2 separate regions of the Salmo salar genome follow, and region 1 is linked to region 2. Evidence: chromatin contacts called from public Hi-C data. All regions are on one chromosome and are shown on one strand. The core of a region is the stretch at or near the end of the contact, and the rest is flanking DNA. Distances in the headings are between cores, read along the strand shown. Region 1 overlaps LOC106599501 (cAMP-responsive element modulator). Region 2 overlaps LOC106599503 (partitioning defective 3 homolog).

Region 1 (7,567 bases), core at 620-3,119, 110 kb after region 2:
TTACATTTAGATTTTAGTCATTTAGCAGACACTCTTATCCAGAGCGACTTACAGTAGTGAATGCATACATTTCATTTCATACATCTTTTCCCCCCGTACTGGTCCCACGTGGGAATCGAACCCACAACCCTGGCGTTGCAAGCACCATGCTCTACCAACTGAGCCACACGGGACTGGTTGTAGTAACCCCCCCCCCACACACACAGTATACTACAACATTCTATAGAAAGTACTACACATGATCAAGGGATAGTTTAGTGTGTAGTCTAGTATTCTACAGTATACTACAGAATTCATTAGTAAGTACTGTAGTATTCTATAGTAAACTGTATTATTTGTTCATGTGGGTACTCAAACCACACAAAAGCTAGATCTGTGCTTAGGCCCTACTGTCCCTAATTTGGCACCTGTGCTGTGATCTTAAATCTGTCTGTTGAAAAATAACATCATTGAAATGAGGTTTGGTTTGCTTAATTCACGGTCCGTTGGAATCTGGGCTTGTCTGGTTGTTTAACAGAAAAAACAATAAACAAGTGTCCAGTTGTTTTTTGTTGTTAAATGGACCCATCTACATGATGTGTTCAGCGTTTATGTCAAATTTTTGGTCGCTTATCCTCTAAGTAGATAGATGAGAAATCTGTGTGATTGAAGGACTGGAGTAAAAAAAATACAGCACTTGGTTTTTGCCCCAACGAGCTAAATATAGGTAAGTGGTCAATGCAAGCGAGAATTTGTTCTCCAGTGACCACCTTGCTTGAATAAATGACTTAAATCACTTCCAATTCTGATGTCCTGTCTGTCTGTGCAAGTGATAAACTTATTTAAAAGAAGTCCTATTAAAACTAACCCTGGTGTTCTGTCTGGGTCGCCTAGCTGCCACTGGAGATATGCCAGCATACCAGCTGCGTTCGCCCACCTCGTCGGGCCTGCACCAGGGTCTGGTGATGGCTGCGTCCCCAGGCTCCCTGTCCATGCACAATCCCCCGGTGCACACTGAGGAGGTCACACGCAAAAGGGAGGTCCGCCTCATGAAGAACAGGTGAGACAGACACAGGTTGTGTCCCAAGTTGGCACCCTATTCCCTTTATGGTGCACTACTTTTTCCCCAGGGGCCCTGATCAAAAGTAGTGAAATATATAGGGAGTCGGGTGCCTTTTGGGACACATATTAGTTTTACTCTGTTGCTCTGAATTTGGTCAACAACTGCAAAAGGGGGACAGATTTCAAAATCATTCATGGTCCTCATTCTCAGTTTCCTGTAGATTTTAAAGCACCCCTTTGATAATTGATTATCTATAAAGGTTGACTGGATGTTATGGGAAGTCTCTAAAATGTTTTGGATTGGTGCTTAGAGCTGGGATTTATCCCACTGACCGTCTCTTTTCCTCTGTCTTCTCTAGGGAAGCTGCACGGGAGTGCCGCAAAAAAAAGAAAGAGTATGTCAAGTGTCTGGAGAACCGTGTGGCCGTGCTGGAAAACCAAAACAAGACCCTCATTGAGGAACTCAAAGCACTAAAGGACATTTACTGCCACAAGAATGAGTAGCTGCTCTCAGCCTTGTACCAGGAGAGAGAGAGAGATCCTACTGAGAAAGCAGAGTGGAGTTTACAGATTGACTGCTGTAAAAGAAAGACTCTGGGACAAAAACTACTTTCACTGTCTTTGTTTCTCGTTTACTCCGCTTGTTTGGGCCCAGTCAATTTGATGCTGCACCGGAGGTTGTTAGGTGGCCATAGGCTTGTGCTCTCTGGGCTGAAGTCAAGTCCTGCTCCGGACAGGGCCCCTGTCTGTCCTCGCGCTTGTATGTGAATACACAAGTGACTCCCAGCCGCGTTTGCTTCTGCTGTTTGCAGGGAGGCAGCCAATGAGATGCCAGCCTGCAGAGGAAGAGAAAGAGGAAGTAGAAATGCTTCCTGAAGGCACAGCGCTCACCACCACTGGCTCACCGCATTGAAGAAGCAGAAGCTGCGAAAGAGCCTCACTATCAGCCAGCAAGTTCACATTAAGTGCACGCAGACTCACCAGCAAGCCAACCTACCTTAGCCTGAGTGCCAGTCTGTTTGTGCTGTCATGCCAACTCCTTGTTACTTTATCACATTTGGCTTGCAAATGAAAGCATTTGAGTTGGCAAGAGTACAAACAGATCTGGGACCAGGCTAAACCTATATGTCTTTACTTGTCACTGCTAGCTACAGTTCTCATATTACTGTACTTCTCTGCTCACCTTGGCTGTTGTCAACATACCTTTGTTAAATCAGATGGACCTCTTCTTTCAGCACAGTGTGATGAGTAAATACACTTTCCGAAATCATTCGAGTTTTGAAATTCTATATTTGTCCGTTTGAGTGTCAATCGGAGTTGTCTAATGACTTCACGTGTTACCTGAATCAATGTGTAAGTCCCAGTGTCAAGGATGTGAGTATACGCCTTTCACTTGCTCTTTTCAAACGACACAGTTCAATGTAAAATAAACATGGCTTGGCCCTCGGATGAGTGTATATTAAATAATTATATATTTCTAGCCATTGGGGGAATCTTATCTCACCAAGACCATCTTGAAATGACTTCTGCTTTACCACACAAAATTGCTACATTTGATGTTTACTGAATCGCTCACCAGTCGTTGTCCCCTTTGTCTGTCTGTCTCAGAACAGTACTGTGCCAGTGTACTGTACAAAAGAAGCACTGAAAGTGCTGATAAGCTGACGTTTGGGTATTTTGATACTCGTTATAAACGTTTTATGTGAATTCGTTGATCATAACAGATCGGATATGTCCCAAATGGCCCACTATTCCCTTTATAGTGCACTACCTGAGTTCTGTGGGCCCAGGTCAAAATTAGTGCACTAAATAGGGAATAGTGTGCCAGTTGGCATGTACAAAATAGTTAATGACTGCGCTGTTTTAAAAGGTATGTCCATGAGAGCACAGACCTGACTATGATGATGATGATGATGATGATGGATGCAGCTTCGTTTTCTTTCCTCACACCAGTTCTGCTTGCAGTGATTTTGCAGCCTCTTGCTTGCTTTTAATTTCCTGATAACCTTTCTGTTTACAGGTATATGTCCTTTGTATGTTTGTTGTCAGGCCAGTGGTTATACAATTCAGGTGAGATGTAAAATACATTTGATCTCAGTAAATGTTTTGGATAGAATGGAATAGTATGTCAAACAGGTTAGCTCTTAAAACCAGATGTTCACCTCATGTGTATTGATCCCTCTTATGTTTCAAGATTGTCAAAATATACTATTTCTAATAAAATGTCCATACCACAGTATGAATTACAGTGAAATTATTTGTTAGATTAATCCTCAGTCAGAAAACTACACACTATATGGACTGAAGTCTACCACACCATGCCTTTGGGCTCACCTCTGAAATAACAAGCACAAGAATGAACACATACCAGCCAACATCATTTATCTTCACCTCAAACACCATAACATTTCACAACAGACTAGTCAACAGACAACAGAAGTGTGTTACACCTTACATCCTCATGACGCTCTAACATATTTCATTATGATACTCCAGGCATCAGATACAATAAGCAGAAATGCATATAAGAAATAGATTTTCTCCCCTTGGGTCCCCAAGGAATATCACACAGACTGTTACACCCTGATCTGTTTCACCTGTCCTTGTGATTGTCTCCACCCCCTCCAGGTGTTGCTTATTTTCCCCAGTGTATTTATCCCTGTGTTTCCTGTCTCTCTGTGCCAGTTCGTCTTGTATGTTTAGTCAAGTCAACCAGTGTGTTTTTCCTGTATTCTTTTTTGCTGTACTCCTTTTTTCTAGTCTTCCCGGTTTTGACCCTTGAATGTTTCTGGACTCTGTACCCGCCTGCCTGACCATTCTGCCTGCCTTGACCACGAGCCTGTCTGCCACTCTTTACCTCCTGGATTCTGATATGGTTTTGACCTTTTGCCTGTCCACGACCATTCTCTTGCCTACCCTTTGGATTATTAAACATTGTAAGACTCCAACCATCTGCCTCCTGTGTCTGCATCTGGGTCTCGCCTTGTGCCTTGATATAGACCATCTCAAGTACAAGAACAGTTTTAGTGCTTTATAGTATAGTTAGGAAACAACTTTTATACCTTGTCTCTGCTCTAACTGTTTCTTCTGATATTTTTAAGCCTTGGCTTTCTAATTTCTCTGGAAGTATTAGTGTGAAGGTGTAGTGCATGATTCTCTCCTGTTCTGTGGACACTGCAGAGTGGATGGGCTGGACCTGTGAACAGAGGGGCTTTGGAATGAAACCTTAAAACAACTGTTTTTCCTCACTGTTCTGTTATTGTAAAGCCAATCTGTGACCCTCCACTATATTCTGTGATGTCAACACAATCTACGAGTGCGTATCTAGTACAATGTGTTCGAGAGGTGGTCTGAGTTCAGTTCTCTTGAAATCCTTGGTTCGGTTCCCTTTTCTAGGGCAATGTGAACACAAAGCTCCCCAGGTTCGCTTGTCATTATTTCCGCACCACACACTAGACTACTGCAACAGCATTTCCCCTGACATAACCCCTCACATTGGTGCCACAAGAGAAGATGATCATGTAGGTTCGCTGAAAAAAATGTGAGCTGTATTTGCGTTTTGATTAGCGATTGTCAAGGATGCACAGAAATTCCTAAATGTGTGTGGAGTTTTTAGTTCAAGATTATTTGTTTTCCAATATGTGATCTATAGGCTAAGAGCGCTTCATAAGCTGTTTAATGATTGTGGGGTTTGAATAGTGTGAGAACGACAACATACATGACCAAAAGTATGTGGACACCTGCACGTCAATCTCATTCCAAAATCATGGCATTAATATGGAGTTGGTCCCCCCTTTGATACTATAACAGCCTCCACTCTTCTGGGATGGCTTTCCACTAGATGTTGGAACATTGCTGCGGGGACTTGCTTCCATTCAGCCACAAGAGCATTAGTGAGGTCGGGCACTGATGTTGAGTGATTAGGCCTTGCTCTCAGTCGGTGTTCCAATTCATCACAAAGGTGTTCGATGGGGTTGAGGTCAGGGCTCTGTGCAGGCCAGTCAAGTTCTTCCACACTGATCTCGACAAACCATTTTTGTATGGACCTCGCTTTGTGCATGGGGCATTGTCATGCTGAAACAGGAAAGGGCCTTCCCCAAACTGTTTCCACAAACTTGGAAGCACAGAATTGTCTAGACTGTCATTGTATGCTTTAAGATTTCTCTTCACTGGAACTGAGGGCCCTAACCCGAACCATGAAAAACAGCCATATGCATTGGGGCGGGTAGCGTTCTCCTGGAATCCGCCAAACAGAGATTTGTCCAGACAGCCAGATGGTGAAGCATGATTCATCACTACAGAGAACGCATTTCCATTGCCCCAATGGCAGTGAGCTTTACACCAATCCAGCCGACACTTGGCATTGTGCATGGTGATCTTAGGCTTGTGTGCGGCTACTCGGCCATGGAAACCCATTTCATGAAGCTCCCGACGAACAGTTATTGTGCTGATGTTGCTTCCAGAGGCAGTTTGGAACTCAGTAGTGAGTGTTGCAACAGAGGGCAGACAATTTTTATGCGCTTCAGCACTCGGCGGTCCTATTCGGTGAGCTTGTGTGGCCTACCACTTCGCGGCTTAGCCGTTGTTGCTCCTGGACATTTCCACTTCACAATAACAGCACTTACAGTTGACTGGGGAAGCATTAGCAGGGTAGAAATTTGACAAACTGACTTGTCGGAGAGGTGGCATCCTATGACAGTGCCACGTTGAAAGTCACTGAGCTCTTCAGTACGAGTCATTCTACTGCCAATGTTTGTCTATGGAGATTGCATGGCGGTGTGCTTGATTTTATACACCTGTCAGCAACGGGTGTGGCTGAAATAGCCGATTCCACTAATTTGAAGGGGTGTCCACATCCTTTTGCATATGTAGTGTATTTGGTGAGAATCACAACATAGGGTACACAATCTATTGTAGCTCTTAAAGGGGCAGTAGCCTACATTGGGTGCACAAATTTCAATTACAGCATTATTTAATCTATAGTTATTCTTCTGCTATTTATTCTGTTACCAATGATATTTACATGTTAATAGTATCTTCTGATTACAATGTCATATTTTAACTAAATGCAATCTATTCGCTTCCAAAATGTAAGTAGGTGTATATAACTGTCTGATTACACGTTCTGATGGAATGGCTTATCCTGCACTTTGTAAAAACCCAGAATGCATTGAGTGAATGTTAGGAAAAAGGTCTTGGTTCCTTTCTAAACACAGCAATGTGAATGCAAAGAGAACTCAGACCACAAAATAAGTGAAGTGAACCTGCATAAGAGTTGGGTCCTCAGTCAAAGCCAAGGGCAGTGTGAATACAAAGAGAACTGAGTTCTCTCATTTTTACCACAGAGTTCACTTTAAAGAGGTCTGAGATTGGTTATTTTAAAGAGGACTATATGTGAATAGATTCTCCCAGAATTTATATCCAACTCTAACTTACACAGAAAGTGCTCATTTGAAGAGTGAATGTACGAGCGTAGATGAGAGTTTCATTGTCATACGGAAAATCAGCAACTACTGTATATTTAGCAGCTTGCCTACAATGCTTACTATATGAGGATTGCATCCGTCAGATAGGAACTATCAAAACTGAGAAGTTGAACAACTTGAAGTGGGTGTATGTTTAATATTTTATTAGCAGCATTGCAACATCTTCCTGAAGTTCATTCTGTGTGGTTGAAGTGGAAATTTCCACTACAGGAAAAGGCACCCTCCAGCGGTCAATAATGTAGTTATACACTGGTCTAATCCTGAAGCCACTACCTTCACTGATAGTTGATCAACACTGGCCTCTTGTGGAAAGAAGGTATTATTACATTAAAGATCTTAAATGTAGTTGAGACATTTACATTTTTTTACATTTTAGTCATTTAGCAGACGCTCTTATCCAGAGCGACTTACAGTAGTGAATGCATACATTTCATACATTTTTCTCTCCGTACTGGTCTCCCGTGGGAATCGAACCCACAACCCTGGCGTTGCAAACACCATGCTCTTCCAAGTGAGCCACACGGGACAAAACTACTTACAAGGGCTCTAACATGCATAACAATAAAACATCTCTGGTTGAGCTATGTCACAACTTAAAACAGATATTGCATCTATATTTGTTTGCATCTCGATTGACATTGTCTGTAAACGAGGGAACACCTGCACTTCTCTATCACGTTCACACTTTCGTATTGAAATGTACAGCTGAAGTCGGAAGTTTACATACACCTTAGCCAAATACATTTAAACTCAGTTTTTCACTATTCCAGACATTTAAGCCTAGTAAAATTCCCTGTCTTAGGTCAGTCAGGATCACCACGTTATTTTAAGAATATGAAATGTCAGAATAATAGTAGAGATAATTAATAATTTCAGTTTTTATTTCTTTCATCACATTCCCAGTGGGTCAGAAGTTCACATATACTCAATTAGTGTTTGATAGCATTGCCTTTAAATTGTTTAACTTGGGTGAAATGTTTCAGGTAGCCTTCCACAAGCTTCCCACAATAAGATGGGTGAATTTTGGCCCCTTCCTCCTT
Region 2 (7,000 bases), core at 3,244-5,743:
TCTAAAGACATCAGTCTGGAAGTTAAAGCTTGGTCGCAAATGGGTCTTCCAAATGGACAATGACACCAAGCATACTTCCAAAGTAGTGGCAAAATGGCTTAAGGACAACAAAGGCAAGGTATTGGAGTGGCCATCACAAAGCCCTGACCTCAATCCTATAGAAAATTTGTGGGCAGAACTGAAAAAGTGTGTGCGAGCAAGGAGGCCTACAAACCTGACTCAGTTCCACCAGCTCTGTCATGAGGAATGGGCCAAAATTCACCCAACTTATTGTGGGAAGCTCGTGGAAGGCTACCTGAAACGTTTGACCCAAGTTAAACAATTTAAAGGCAATGCTACCAAATACTGATTGTATGTAAACTTCTGACCCACTGGGAATGTGATGAAAGTAATAAAAGCTTAAATAAATCACTCTCCTATTATTGTGACATTTCACATTCTTAAAATAAAGTGGTGATCCTAACTGACCTATGACATGGAATTTTTACTAGGATTAAATGTCAGGAATTGTGAAAAACTTATTTGGCTAAGGTGTATGTAAACTTCCGACTTCAACTGTATGTCCTCTGGAGACCGTAAGCAAGTAGCCCTCGTTGTCTTCAGGGGCTCTCCTCGGTGACTCAGAATCACTATGCTCGAAGCGTGAGAAAAAGGTGTTTAGCTCATCCGGTCCACGGCCACCACCCTTAGATCTTCCCAGCTCTCCCTCTCCGGGCATCAGCACCTTCTGCGGTATGGTTGCCACAACAGCGAGAGCAGAGACAGAAGCAGCATTGGTTAATGAGGATGTTGTGAGTACATGGCTCACGCCACACAGCCATGGTGGCTGGCTGGCTTCTCCTCGCCATTGTCCTCATTACCAACCAACGCTCTTGTCCCGGCTCTAACCTATGCGGCTGCAGCCTGTGTTGATGTCAGCAACTTTAGAGCATTTATGCATGTTTTATCTCCCCGTTTGTATGGGATTAACATGTGATGGTGGTGAACTATCAAATCTAATTTTGTTTGTCATATGTGCTGACTACAACAGGTGTAAACCTTACAGTGAAATGCTATGAGCAGCTAGCAATGTTACTGTAGCTACTAGCTAACGTCACAACACCAGAAACATCTTAGAGGGTTGTTGTGTACTTCAGAGCTGGGCTTCCTCTTGGCAGCCTAATGAAGATGAAGGGGCCCCAGCAGTTGGTGGGTGGAGGTTGAGGAGGTACAGTATTGGGTTAGTTCATAGTGCCTCTCTCCTCTCCTGTTTCTCCTCAGGCTGTGTGTAGGCTAAATGAGATTTCCTTGGTGTGATTGGGTCAGCGGTGGTCTTTCCTCTCTGGCTGGAGGGGATAGTGTTTAGATGGCGCTTTATGAGATCATCCTAATCCTGGGCTCCCGTGTGGTGCAGTGGTCTAAGACACTGCATCCCAGTGCAAGAGGCGTTACTGCAGTACCTGGTTTGAACCCAGGCTGCATCACATCCGGCCTTGATTGGGAGTCCCATAGGGCGGCACACAATTTGCCCAGCATCGGCCAGGTTTGGCCGTCATTGTAAATATGAATTTGTTCTTACCTGACTTGCCTAGTTAAATAAAAGGTTAAAAAATAAACAACAATACATTCTCCTTAAAAAAGACAGACATGTCTGGAGCTCCTCTCTAACGCTGATAGGATTAGGTTTCACCTCTGGGTTCAGAACCATCTCACAAATGGTTATTATTACACCGGCGTTCAGGTACTGCGTTTACCACACTGAAAGGCTGGCACGAGAGGCTCCGTTTCCTGACCCGGGAAATTACATTCGGACCCATTCTAAAGACTTCCCAGTCGTTAAAGTAAAGCCAGAGTGGAAGGAATTCTTCTGGAATCGAGTCAGCACTTCTGACTGACTCAGCCTCCATCACATCACCACATCCTGTTGACCTGCGTGTATACACTTCCTGCTCTATCCCTTCCTGTCCAAGGCATTTCCGCAGCGACAGGGGAAAATGCAGGAAGTCATCGTCGCAGGGAGGCACAGGCAAGACCACAACACTGCTACTGTTTGCATGACCGGTACAGGTAGGCGCAGCATAACAATGGCTTGACTACCTGTATTCTACTGTCCTGCACAGCACACACACATGATGCAAGTCTATGGGGGTTAAGAGTCTGTGCTCTCCTCCCAGAGAAGCGAAAGGGCCGGCGCCATCTCAATGCTAACACCACAGTGTCCCCTTCTGGAAGTTAAGAGTATTCATTGTGTGTGTGTGTGTGTGTGTGTGTGTGTGTGTGTGTGTGTGTGTGTGTGTGGGATGCCCAGCATCAACAAATGGGCAAAACCTATATTTCTAGTCAAGGAAGGTTTGGACAAGCAAGCAGCACACAAACACTTCCACATTGTGGGATGCATTCCATCAGGAGAACAGAGAAAATGCAGGTGGGGATAGAACGAATGAACTGTCATATGAGTGAACCAACTTGTATGACAAAAGAGATTTCTATCACAATTCCTCAATGTGATATGTTGTCACAACAGGCAATAGAGGGCTAACTATGTCCCCTGTAGTGTACAGTAATAGACAGAAGAGAATACCCAGACAGGACGTCTCAGTGTGTGAACTGAACGTGCTGCCACAGTGTGATAGTACACTGCTGCTACTGTTTATTGCCTATCCTGTTACCTAGTGTCTTTATGTACATATCTACCTCCATTACCTCGTACCCCTGCACATCGACTCGGTACTGCTACCCCGTGTGTGTACAGCAGCAAAGTTATCATTACTCATTGTGTATTTATTCCTCAAGTTAATGTTTCCTTTTTGTTCCCTCTGCATTGTTGGGAACAGCCCGTAAATAAGCATTTCACTGTTAGTCTACACTGAGTGTACAAAACATTAGGAACACATTCCTAATATTGAGTTGCACCCGCTTTTCCCCTCAAAATAGCCTCAATCGTCGGGGCATGGAATCTACAAGGTCGGTGTCGAAAGCGTTCACAGTAGTGTCAAGTTGGCTGGAAGTCCTTTGGGTGGTGGACCATTCTTGATACACACGGGAAACTGTTGATCATGAAAAACCGAGCAGCGTTGCAGTTCATGACACCCTCAAACCGGTGCGCCTGGCACCCAATAACACCCCGTTCAAAAGCACTTAGATCTTTGGTCTTGTTCCTTCACCCTCTGAATGGCACACATAAACAATCCATGTCTCAAGACTTAAAAATCCTTCTTTAACCTGTTTCTACCCCTTCGACTATACTGATTGAGATGGATTTACCAGGGGACATCAACATGGGATCATAGCTTTCATCTGGATTCACCTGGTCAGTCTGTCATGGAAAGAGCAGGTGTTCTTAATTTTTTGTACACTCAGTGAATACCTGTTGTTTACCAAGCATGTGACAAATCCATTTTTAATCAGGATTTGTTTTTATTGTGTGCCATGTAGGCCTAGCTACCACTTCCTGAATCCTCATTGCACCGACAAGCCATTTCTTCCCACAAACAAACCACCGCCGGCTGGCACTGGTGACTCACTGTGGGAACCCAGGTGGCTAGATGCCGCTGGTGTGTGTGTGTGTGTGTGTGTGTGTGTGTGTGTGTGTGTGTGTGTGTATAACAAGCCATCCTCTCTCCGGGCAGGGCAGCCTCTTGGGATTAACATGGAGGGTCCAGTGTTTGCTGTGTCATAAAACCAAGGACATGTCCCAAATGCACCCTATATAGTGTACTACTTTAGACCGGGCCCATAGAAGTCTGGTCAGAATGTACTGCACTATATAGGGAATAGGGTGCCATTTGTGATGCAGACAAGTACTGGCCAAGTGTGGGAAACAGAGCCAAACCCCAGGGTTAGTGGTTTCCTGTTTTACTAGGCGAGACGTTTCAATGAGCTGTTACATGTAACGATGAAAGCACGTACACATTCTGCCACCGACGACTACATTAGTCCAGCAACGTCAGAGCAGGACAATCTCAATGACTCTGTACCAAGGGAGACCTCTGCTGGTCAAAGTTAGACTGTCCTGACAGAGAGAGAACAGAGAACACAAAACTGGGCAGTATTACTGTGTTGACCTAGGATCAGGTCCCCTCTCTGTCCATATGATCTTATTCCTTCTGATCTAAAAGACAAAACTGATCCTAGAGCAGGACTCCAACTCTGAAATGCTTTATGAATACAGACCTTAATCTCATGAATGGACCTGAACATTCAAAGGATGTATTCCATTAACTTGGATCGATTAGACAGGTACAAGGATGGCGCCTCTACCTAAAACAGCATCAACAACACTGGAAACCTAACCCTAACTCCTAGCCTTTATCCCCAAACCCTAATCCTAAACCCCTTAGAAATAGCATTTTTCCTTGTGGGGACGAACAAAATGTCCCCAGCTTGATTTTTTGGGTTAGTTTACTATTCTCTCACACACACCCTTCGGTTGGAGGCGAGGCTACAGTTCATACGTAACTAAGCCATATCTGAGATGAGGATCCAGCTGAGAACAGAACACAAAGCGGTATCGCAGAGTTTCTAAACCCACAGACTTCCGGGACCTCTTGTGAAATAGACCGAGAAGACCAGGCCGGGGTTTAGGGTTTGAGAAGTCAATGAGAGAAGTGAAAAATTCTTCCTTAGTTCATTTTCTCCAAATCTAAAAGGTATAACCTAGATTTGAGCTAATGTCTTAAGTAGCTGAACATGTTATTACCACAGCCTCGTGAGAGTGACACGACACGTTTTCATTTTAGTCAAAAACTATATCGAAAGAATGCATTTGATTTGACGGCCTGCACATGCGTAGTTCGGCATGAAACGACCGTTAGACCCGATGAAATGTTTCTGCGCATGAGCGTAGCTAGCCAACGTAACCATGACATCGCCTGTGCGATCAGAGACTTCTATTGGAGAATAAGCGTTTGTCCATCTCCATGGCTGTGTTGTGTGTTGGTGTATCTGGTTTTATAGCAGTTGCTGGGTAGTTGTGGTCGTGGCTCCAAAAACATGTAGGCCAATAACAGCTCATTGTGGCTGCTCTTAAAAAACAGAAATGTCAGTTGTCAAGGTCTTTGGGTGCCAATAATCAGTTATTATTAGGTTAAGAAAACAGCCTAAAGCACTTTTTCAATCTTTCATTCACACAAACGTTCAACAAAAGGTTAGAAATATGAATAATCTTCCATGCACTACTATTACTGTATGATAACTAAACAGCAGGCCTATGTTCCTTCATGGATTTGTAGCTAAGGGGAAAATCATTAACGTACACCAAGCTTCAATAAGGCTCACATACGTGAATACACCGTTTCAAAAGGCAACACATTATCACTGAAAAGCTTAAGATATTACAGTCAGCCAGGGTGAGAATTGCACAGTCAGCCATAGTTGAGATGAAGCAGTGGAGGGGAAAAAGGAAAGACCTGTTGCACTTACAGATGTACACCTCAGGAGGGCAGCATTGTTCCTCTGTACTGAACATGGACTTACTACATGCTGGCTAAGGATCGGTTTGTAGTGATACCATGTCTACTTGACAAGCACACACAAAAATATTGGTTTTATCGTTACTACTGGTATGTCAAATAGTTTATGTTGAAGAGATTGCTAAGAAATCAGTCTTCATTTTCAGGAAACAAACGAGAAAAGTTTGTCCTTTACCCCAATTTCCCTCAGAGCATAAACAATATTCAGCTGGGAGATGAAGGGAGGTTCAGATCTGATTAACATCTGCTCTTCATCTTTTACAGCCTGGATGTGTCCGAAAGAGACCAAATTCCCTTTATAGTGCACCCTGTTTAATATGGACTCCTGTGGACTTCACACACAAATAATCAGATTTTCCCTGTGGCCTCATACAGCAGACATAAACCCACACTGTCTGGGAGAAAGTATTCACACCCCTTAACTTTCTCCACATTTTGTTGTGTTACAAAAGGGGGGTTAAAAAGGATTTAAGTGTCGTTTTCTGTCAATATACACAAAATACTCTGTCAAAGTAGAAGAATAATTCACAAAAACATTAGAATGTATGGAAAACCCTAATATACTGTATCTTGAAAATAAATCTGTGTTTTAAACCATTACACCCCAGCTAGAAATGAGGAATAGGCCTAGAAGCGGCCCAACTGATTTAATCGGCCCGGAATCAGGTGTCGGACTCGGCCCGGAATCAAAATGAATGACTGCCCAGAATCGGCCCAAGTATGTCGGGCCGTTTCAGTCTACCGGAATTACCCGATTTAGTAATTTTATATATTACTATTATACATTTTATAAATACAAATTATACCCATCCACAAAAATCACATTGGGTCGGAGGAAACACCATACGCCTGGTGACCGTGCATATGTGCCTTGCCCGCCACAGCGCAATGGGACAAGGACTTCCCGGCCGGCCAAATCCTCCCAACTCAGACGACGCTGGGCCAATTGTGCGTCGCCTCATGGGTCTCTGCACGGGTCTCGAACCAGCATCTGTAGCAATGCAGTGTCTTAGACTGCTGAGCCGCCCAGGAGGCTCCATGCAAAGTTTTTAATGCTTATCAATTGCCTTGCACAAAGTATCAAAAAACGCTAATACTACACAGGGCTCGTAAAGAATTACATTTAAATGTTAATTGTATTTTTTTGATCACAGAAACAATGAGAAAATATGGAAAAATAAATAATGAAATGTTAATTATATAAAGCAGCTCGTGTAATCATCTGCCAGAGAGTAGCCCCAATCGGCCCGAGCCCCAAGTATTACATTTGGGCCAGATAACTCACACCGGAATCGGCCTGAGCCCAATCCCCACATTCTAGACAAAAGTAATACATTACATCGACCGAGTCAGACTCCCAGCCGAGTGCCCCAACTCAGACAGAAATCGGCCCAGATCCACTGTGCTAGCTGGGACCAGTGTTTTATATTGAAAGTCAACAGTGAGTTTTTGCTTCAATAGTGTGTTACGTTCCCCAGGAAGAAAACCAAAAATGTCACTCAAACAGAAGGGGGAACTAACAAAGTCACTGACCAACAACCAAAACATAA

Evidence for each region. Hi-C and Micro-C count contacts between places; a contact is called where the count stands out from the background.
Region 1: a contact with region 2 is called in a Hi-C map of gill, with 5 times the contacts expected there. The contact joins two enhancer-like sites. A contact is called at or near these places in 2 of 3 Hi-C or Micro-C datasets (gill and muscle).

Annotation. Positions count from the first base shown.
Region 1 is chrssa03:21,328,817-21,336,383 of Ssal_v3.1, forward strand. It overlaps LOC106599501 (cAMP-responsive element modulator), which reads left to right. Exons shown (of 8, transcript XM_014190770.2): 7 at 874-1,039; 8 at 1,401-3,277. The coding sequence ends at 1,545. Among protein-coding and RNA genes, the nearest start is that of LOC106599493, 5.9 kb to the right of the region's middle. Within about 2 kb of position 1,870, at least 3 of the 13 cell types and tissues checked have an H3K27ac peak or open chromatin away from gene starts, as enhancers often do. A contact at or near this core is called in gill, where this site is marked.
Region 2 is chrssa03:21,216,733-21,223,732 of Ssal_v3.1, forward strand. The region is part of intron 2 of LOC106599503 (partitioning defective 3 homolog); the gene reads right to left. Among protein-coding and RNA genes, the nearest start is that of LOC106599503, 87 kb to the right of the region's middle. Within about 2 kb of position 4,494, at least 3 of the 13 cell types and tissues checked have an H3K27ac peak or open chromatin away from gene starts, as enhancers often do. A contact at or near this core is called in gill, where this site is marked.